Linked DNA regions of Mus musculus: region 2 is linked to region 1. The links are chromatin contacts, called in public HiChIP or PLAC-seq maps. All regions are on one chromosome and are shown on one strand. The core of a region is the stretch at or near the end of the contact, and the rest is flanking DNA. Distances in the headings are between cores, read along the strand shown.

Region 1 (4,028 bases), core at 985-3,484:
CAACCCCAAAAGGTTAGGACCATAGCCTCGCTGAGAAGGAGCCGGGACTTATGCCCAAAGTAGAAACATTAAATAGGAGGAGGGTCCTGAAGGAATATTTTGGTCATTGCCAAAGAAATAAAAAGGATGACCTCTCCCCACATACACACTGAAAATTAGATTAAACCAGATGAGAACAGTAGATGTGTTCCCCAGGGCCAAGAAGAGAGAATGTCCTTGGTGGTTAGGGCATGAAGGCTAAGGAATCTGCAAGGGAGATGGGTTGTCTATTGGCCTTCCTTTGGGGTGTGTGGGACAATTTTAGAGTATTGAAAGCTACTTCGTGTATCTGGCCTCCTTTAGCGAGCAATCAAATGTCACCAATCCTTGCTACAATCTTTCTTCCTGTGGTTTCCACTCACCCTGGCCCCAAAATTGTACATAAAAAAAGAAAAAAAAAACCTGCTGAAATAAATGATTCGTACGTTTTCAATAATTTCTATATAGCACGTTGGCATGTGTTCTATTTTACAATGAAATGGTTTAAATAGTAATAATTCGCCAGAGCATATTCCCCAGGGTGAGTTGCACAGTCTGTCAGGGCAGGGGAGGCTAGAGGAGTTGGTCGCAGTATGAGCAGTGTGACTTCTCACATCACGGGGGACCTGAAAGTGGGGTACTAGACCAGAGGCAGGGGTGGATTTAACCCTCAAAGGCCTTCCCTACTTCAGCCAGCCAGGCCATCCACTGAAGACTCGTGGCCTCCAGAATGCTGTCAGCAATCTCATTCCATAGCCATCTGCTCCCCCTTCCTGAGAGGACTGCTACACTCAGGTCAAGAAGGCCTCTGCGGGCAGGCAGACCTGCTGGGCTCTCTCTTCCCAGGACATCACATTCTATGCTTATCCCATTTCTATGCCCTGCCCACCTTCGTGGCATCTGGGTGTGAAATAGGCATCTTTACCTCAGCCCGGGAGTGAAGTCTCCTTGGATAGATCAAACTCTGAATAAACAAATTTGCTACACTTTCCTCTCATTGGTCTATCTACTGTGACATTTGTCTTATTTAGGGTTACTATTGCTGTGACGAAACACCACGACCAAAATCAACTCAGGGGGAGGGGAAGGGGGGAGTGGGGAGTGTTCATTTGGCTTATATTTCCCCATTTAGCCCATTACTGAAGGAAGTCAGGACAGAAACTCAAGCAGGGCAGGAACCTGGAGGCTGGAGCTGATGCAGAGGCCATGGAGCAGGGCTGTTTAGTGGCTTGCTCCTCAGGGCTTGTTCTGCCTACTTTCTTATAGAACTCAGTACTACAAGCATGGGGGATGGCGCCACCCACCATGGCCTGGACCCTCCCCCATCAAGCACTAATTAAGACTTGCCTACAGGCCCATCTCAAGGAGGCTTTTCAGGAATTGAGGTTCCTTCCTCTCTGATAAATGTAGCGTTTGTCAAGTTGACATAAAACTACCCAGCACAATTATAAAGGGGAGGAAAGGACACCCTTTTCTGTCACTACACTTGTTTAAAAGTAAAATAAAAAGAAAACGTTTAAAAAGTCTTCCAAAGTCAACACTTAAAGAACTACTGTGGAGAAAGAAACATTTCCCCACTACAAGACTTCTCAGAGTCTTTAGTACACTGCTGGCCATGAAAACTCTCCAAGGAGTTACCAAGATTTCAGGCCAGGCTAGATTACAGAGAGACCCTGTCAAATCAAACACTGACCACAAACTGACTTAACTCAAGTTCTGTGCGTCACAGAATGTTTCAAAAATGATCGCACACCTCCCCCGCAAAGAAGGCAAGCTATTCTGTGTTTAAAGTCCTTGATGAATGGACAGCCGTGTAGCAATGAGGTGGACAAAGGGTATAACGTCAGGGAAACAGTCTGGGTGGGGAACCGCAGCAAGGTCTACCTGCTCAGTTTCTCCGTCTCTGTGCTGTGTCCCTCCTGGGAATGACACAGAACCTCTCTCGAACAAACTCACCCCCATCTGCTACCAAAGCAAGCCTGTCAGAATTTTTCTTTAAGCCCGCTTCTACATAGAAAGGCAGTAGGAACCCCGAGTGGTGGAGGCACTTGGACACAATTCAGCCATGACCAGCACCTGTCACTGGCCTGTCAGTGCGCAGGCTCGGGTTTCTCTTTTCCTCTCATCTGTGCCCCAGAGCGCCTAGGTGGGTCCTTGGCTGGCCTCACCCTGATGCTCACTGCGCAGATGCAGAGCTAGTGGCGGCATTTCCATTTTTGGTTTCCAGAGTCAGCCCCTGCCTGCAAGGAGCTCTTCATGTCTCCCAGCTCCTTCCGCTAGCTGATGGAGGAAGTCGTTCTGTGGCAATGTGGCCAGCTGCTAGGCTGCTGCTAGGTTCATTACGCGATGAAAATGTCTTTTACAGTCCTGAAATCAACCCCCACCATTTTTCCCACGGTGATGCTGTCATTACCCTCCGCTTGGCGGAAATGTTTGCGATCCCCAACTTCCGTTTGGATGGAGATGTTGGAAGAACTGAGTCTGCACTAGCCTGCAGGTTTTCCAGGGAGGGGTCACGAGGACACTGCTTTTTAAGCCACTTCCTTTTTTTTTTTTTTTTTAAACAAAAACTTAACTCGAGCCTATTGGGTTTCTGCAAGTTATATATCCCAACACGGCATGCACTGCACAGAGCATTTTACTTTTTCACCTTCAAAGCCAAGAGGAAGGAGTCTAGTGGGAGGCGAACTGGATGCTGATTAAAGCCACAAAGACCAGTCTTATCGGACTCTCCTTCCGCCTGTGTGTGGGGGGGGGGGGGGCGGGGGGGTTGGGTTTTTTTGAGATAAGGGTTCAGTGTGAATCCCAGGCTGGTCTGATACTCTCGGCAATCCTCCACTTTGTTCTCCCAAGTAATTGAATTATTAGGTGTATGCCACCATGCCTGGCTCTTGCCACTTTGCTGTTTTGTCTGGTTGGGAGCGCTTGGCTTTTGTTGCTTCGGTTTTTTTCATACAGCATCTGTCCATCCAATTCAGGCTGGCTTGAAACTATGTAACTCAGGCTGGCTTTGAACGCTCCATCCTCCCGGCCCAGCTTCCCCAGTGCTCAGTTAGCTGGCCTGTGCAGCTCTTGCTCTTGTTTCCTGACAGGCTTCTGAGCTTCTGTTGTATGCCCTCTGCTTGATTTGTACTCTCAGGATTTACTGGCTATACTTAGTATTGGAAAGGGTACCAAGTCTAGATCAGCAAGTTATCAATGGGACTGTATGCAGGAGTTGAGTTAGAGTCAGGCAGAGAACTTGGTGGTATGTTGTCTTGAGGATTAAATAAGAAAATGCAGGTAACTCCAGCATGTGCAACAGAAGCACTTAACACTATTACTACGTTTAAATAGTAATAACCACCAGAGAGAGAGAGAGAGAGAGAGAGAGAGAGAGAGAGAGAGAGAGAGAGAGAGAGAGAGAGAGCACGCTAGGGATATGACTTCATTGGTAAAGTGTCTACCATACAAGCGTGGGACCCTGCCATCAGTCTACATGAACCATGTCAAAAAGCCAGGCACAGCAGCATGCCCTTGTAAGCCTAGCACTGGGGGTGTGGAGACAGAAGGAGGCCTGGGTGAGCTAATCTAGCCAGTCAGTGAGCTCCAGGTTCTCTGGGAGATGCTGTCTCAAAAAACAGGGTGGAGAACAACTGAGGAATCCACTTCCAACCTCTGCACACACCCTCACACATATACATGTGCACACACACACACACACACACACACACATTAAAGCCATACTCTGCAGTATAAGAGGTGCTAGCCCTGTGCTGGCAAGGCCTGGAAGTGTCACAGGGAGCGGGGGGGGGGGGGGGGGGAGCAGGTGCACCTGTCAGCAACTGCCCCCATGCTACCTGTGATTTTGGACAAGTTCCCGAAGCCTCCAAACCTCCCTATCTTTTCATCTGAAGACACATGAGTCTCTCAGGGGTGTCACAGGAAGGGAGCTGAGTGGACAAATGTCACCTGAAATGTCCAAACTGCTCTGCAGGGCTAGTGAGTCAGCATAATAGTTTGTTAGATGA
Region 2 (4,028 bases), core at 436-2,935, 130 kb before region 1:
TTTTTTTTTTTTTTTTACACAAAGAATTACCTCCCCTTTTTGTTTTGTTTTGTTTTGTTTTTTGTTTTTTTTTTTTTAAACAGTCCCACTTGGTCTGTAGTAATGATTCTCTTTGTTTTATCAAATTTATTGCAGTCATCAGCTCTACAATCTCCTTCCTCATCTTCCTTTAACAGTTCCATGATACTTTCCTGGTATATACTGTCCTTACTGAAAGCCATTTCATTCCCTTCAGTAATGTTAGCATTTTGTCTAAGCTCTGCCCCACAGTTACCTGGCAACAGTCAGGTGTGCCTGACTCACTATAAAAGGGGCTGCTTGCCCCCTCCACACTCTCTTGCTCTCTTGCCTTCTTGCTCTCACTCTGTCCTCTCGCCCCTTCCCCCTTCTCTCCCCACTCCCCTCCCCCCACTCTCTCCAGGAGCTCATGGCCAGCCTCTACTCCTCTCCTCTCTCTCTCTCTCTGCCTTTCTCTGTCTCTACTACCCTCCTAACTCCCCTCCCCATGCCCCAAATAAACTCTATGCTATACTAGACCATCATATGGCTGGTCCCTCAGGAGGAAGGGATGCCTCAGCGTGGGCCCTTGGAGGCACCCCTTTCCCCCATACCTGACTACTCCTCCACCAAACAAATTCCTTCTCTCCTTATCTTTTTATAAAACACAACACATACTCTTCCGCTAAACATATACTAAAGAACCTTCATGATAGATAGCCCATCATGCATGCTTCAGTTATGCATTCACTCAACAAATGCTATGATGGATCTCCCTTTGCCCAAATTGGTAGATCTGAACACAGAAAGCAGTCCATACTTTGAAAATATATCTGGAAAATGTCTTTAAATAATTCAATTTTTTTTATTCTTATATGTAGACAATGTATCTGACAACTGCCCCAAACAAGCCCCATTTCCACATACCTTCATTTTTTTTTCTTTAATTCATTGAATCCAATTAACACTGTGCCCACCATATGAGTATGGAGTCTGAGATGGTTTGAATGAGAATTGCCCCCCCCCCGTCCTCCGTAAGGCTCAGAGGAAGTGGTATTATTAGGAGGTGTGGCCTTATTAAAGTGGGTGTGGTCTTGTTGGAAGGAAGTATGTCACTGGGAGTGGGCTTTGAGGTTTTCAGAAGCTCAATCCAGGCCTAGTGTCACTCTTCCTTCCTGCTGCCTGCTGAATCAGATGTAGACCTTCTCCAGTGCCATGTCTGGCTGCATGCTACCATGCTTCCTGCCAAGACAATAACGGACTGAACCTCTTGAACTGTAAGCCAGCCCCAAAGTGTACTGGCTAGTTTCGTGTGCCAACTTGACACAAGCTGGAGTTATCACAGAGATAGGAGCCTCCCCTGAAGAAATGCCTCCATGAAATCCAGCTGTAAGGCATTTTCTCAATTAGTGATCAAGGGTGGGAAGGCCTATTGTGGGTGGTGCCATCTCTGGGCTGGTGGTCCTGCGTCCTATAAGAAAGCAGGCTGAGCAATCCAGGTGAAGCAAAACAGTAAGCAGCACCCCTCCATGGCCTCTGCATCAGCTCCTGCCTCCAAGTTCCTGCCCTGTGTGACCTCCTTTGGTGATGAACACCAATGTGGAAGTGTAAGCTGAATAAACACTTCTTCCCCAACTTGCTTCTTGGTCATGATGTTTTGTGCAGGAATAGAAACCCTGACTAAGACACCAACTAAATGGTTCCCTTTATAAGAGCTGCTGTGGCTATGGCTTTTCTTCACAGTGATAAAACCCTAAGATGGGACCTAGTTGGAGTTTTTACAGCAAAAGCCTCAGGATTCAGTGGCCCAAACTGGCTGGACTCAGCCACCCACACCCAGTGTGCCAATCAACTCAGCCCTCAGGAGACAGAGGCAGGCAAAGACCCTGAGTTCGAGGGCAGCCTGGTCTATAGAGTTCCAGGACAGTCTGAGTAGCAGTGCAAAGCAGAGAGGGATTTATCCAATGTGGGCCACAGTGGGAAAAGAGACAAATGCAGGGGTCCAGTGACCGCCCCCCCCAAGTCCAGTGTTGGGCTTTTGACATGAGGTTTGCTGAGCAGAGGAAGAACTGGACACAGCCAGGAGTGTGATTTACTAAGCAGGATGTTCTGGTTGGCCATGTCTCAGTTATCCCTGCCATGACCTGTTCTGTGATGCTACCTCCCTTTCCTGGATAACGGCCTTCATGTGGAGAGGGCTCAGTTCTGTATGGTCCTGCTATTCCAAGAGTCCAATGGGACTTAAGAGGAAAGGTTAAGAGCAATCAGGTGATGGCGGCTCATGCTTTTAATCCCAGCACTTGGGAGACAAAGATGGGTGAACTCCCTGAGTTTGAGGCCAGCCTGGTCTACAGAGTGAGTTCCAAGACAGCCAGGGCTACGCAGAGAAACCCTGTATCAAAAACAACAACAAAACAAAACCAAAGCAATGCTATCTCTGTGCTTTTAGTAAAAGGGAAAGAGATAGAAAGACGACAAGAAAAAGAACCAGAGGAACCAGGCGTTTACCCCATGTTTAGTTGTCTTTTGAGCCAAGTGAGGACTCAGTGCTTTTCCAACAACCAAAGCTTCTTTTTTTTTTCTTTTTTTTAAAAATATTTTTATTAGGTATTTTCCTCATTTACATTTCCAATGCTATCCCAAAAGGCCCCCATACCCTCCCCCCACTCCCCTACCCACCCACTCCCACTTTTTGGCCCTGGCATTCCCCTGTACTGGGGCATATAAAGTTTGCAAGTCCAATGGGCCTCTCTTTCCAGTGATGGCTGACTAGGCCATCTTCTGCTACATATGCAGCTAGAGACAAGAGCTCCGGGGTACTGGTTAGTTCATAATGTTGTTCCACCTATAGGGTTGCAGATCCCTTTAGCTCCTTGGGTAATTTCTCTAGCTCCTCCATTGGGGGTCCTATGATCCCTCCACTAGCTGACTGTGAGCATCCACTTCTGTGTTTGCTAGGCCCTGGCATAGCCTCACAAGAGACAGTTATATCTGGGTCCTTTCAGCAAAATCTTGCTAGTGTGTGCAATGCTTCTAAGTGCCTGTTTCAAAAGCACAGCATTAGACTATATTAACATTTCAAGCTACACTGAAATTCTTAGTTCTTGGGGACTCCTCATTCCCTGTGACAAATGTATTCCACTGATCTAGTGGATTGGGTATGATTCTCATTAACTCCTGGACTCAAATACAACCAGACTGGGAGAAGATGGACAGAAGTCAGGAACCCAAGTCCAAAAGAGTCATGACTTCAGAGAAAGAGAGCTCTGCCTTCTTCTAGTGCAGCAAGAGACCCTGGGACTAGCACCAGGCCTGGTTACAAGTGTTCCAGAAATAGTTCACTCTCCCTGTTCCCCAGCTTGCTAGCTGGCCCAGCAAACCCAGCTCAGCAGGAACCTCTCAGCCCAGAGTGAGGCTCTGGCACACCCTCTGTATTCACAGTAGCACACCAGCCCAACCAGAAGCCAGTCTTCTTGTGATGCACATGATCTCTAATGCAACCGAAAATGCACACTCCCTCTGAGCTGGCTCAAGAGATGTCAATTCAGACAGAAGCCTACCTCGAAAATACAGAGCATGAAAAGTGCATTCCAGGCTTCACCTCTCCCCCAAGCCCATACTTAAGAGTCAGCGTCTTGTGTGACGCTAATGATTATTAAATCAAAAGGCATTCATTTAATGGAGCCATTTCAAGATCCAACAGTAAATTGCCTTCTGCTGCATAGCTCTGGGCATGAAATGATTACACCACAAAGTCTGAGCCTCTGCTGCAGCGTGAGGCAAGGGTGGCTGGGAAATTGTTTTCCAGTTTGCAACGCCAGCAAAAAAAAAAAAAAAAAAAAAAAAAGAGAGAGAGAGAGAGAGAGAGAGAGAGGGGAGGGGTCTCTTGTCTCTGAGGGTTTTATGTCCTCTGCCTCCAACCACTGTGTCATGCAGAATCATTGTGATAAAGAGTCCAGTGTCCAGATATAGGAACCCAACTCCAACTCAGGGTAAAGAAAGAGACCTACATTAGGCAGCCGTTGTTCTTG

What was found. HiChIP or PLAC-seq counts read pairs in DNA pulled down with a chosen protein or histone mark.
Region 2: an H3K4me3 HiChIP or PLAC-seq map of bone marrow-derived macrophages shows a contact between it and region 1, with 4 times the contacts expected there. The contact joins two enhancer-like sites. A contact is called at or near these places in 2 of 39 promoter capture datasets (cranial neural crest and liver), 2 of 484 Hi-C or Micro-C datasets (liver and psoas muscle), 3 of 115 datasets of contacts at active chromatin or transcription factors (bone marrow-derived macrophages, double positive thymocytes and hepatocytes) and 2 of 9 other capture datasets (adipose tissue and liver).

Annotation. Positions count from the first base shown.
Region 1 is chr10:95,676,122-95,680,149 of GRCm38.p6, reverse strand. No RefSeq gene overlaps it. Among named protein-coding and RNA genes, the nearest start is that of Gm33336, 46 kb to the right of the region's middle. Within about 2 kb of position 2,234, at least 168 of the 459 cell types and tissues checked have an H3K27ac peak or open chromatin away from gene starts, as enhancers often do. A contact at or near this core is called in bone marrow-derived macrophages, where this site is marked.
Region 2 is chr10:95,801,003-95,805,030 of GRCm38.p6, reverse strand. No RefSeq gene overlaps it. Among named protein-coding and RNA genes, the nearest start is that of Gm33377, 14 kb to the left of the region's middle. Within about 2 kb of position 1,685, at least 1 of the 459 cell types and tissues checked has an H3K27ac peak or open chromatin away from gene starts, as enhancers often do. A contact at or near this core is called in bone marrow-derived macrophages, where this site is marked.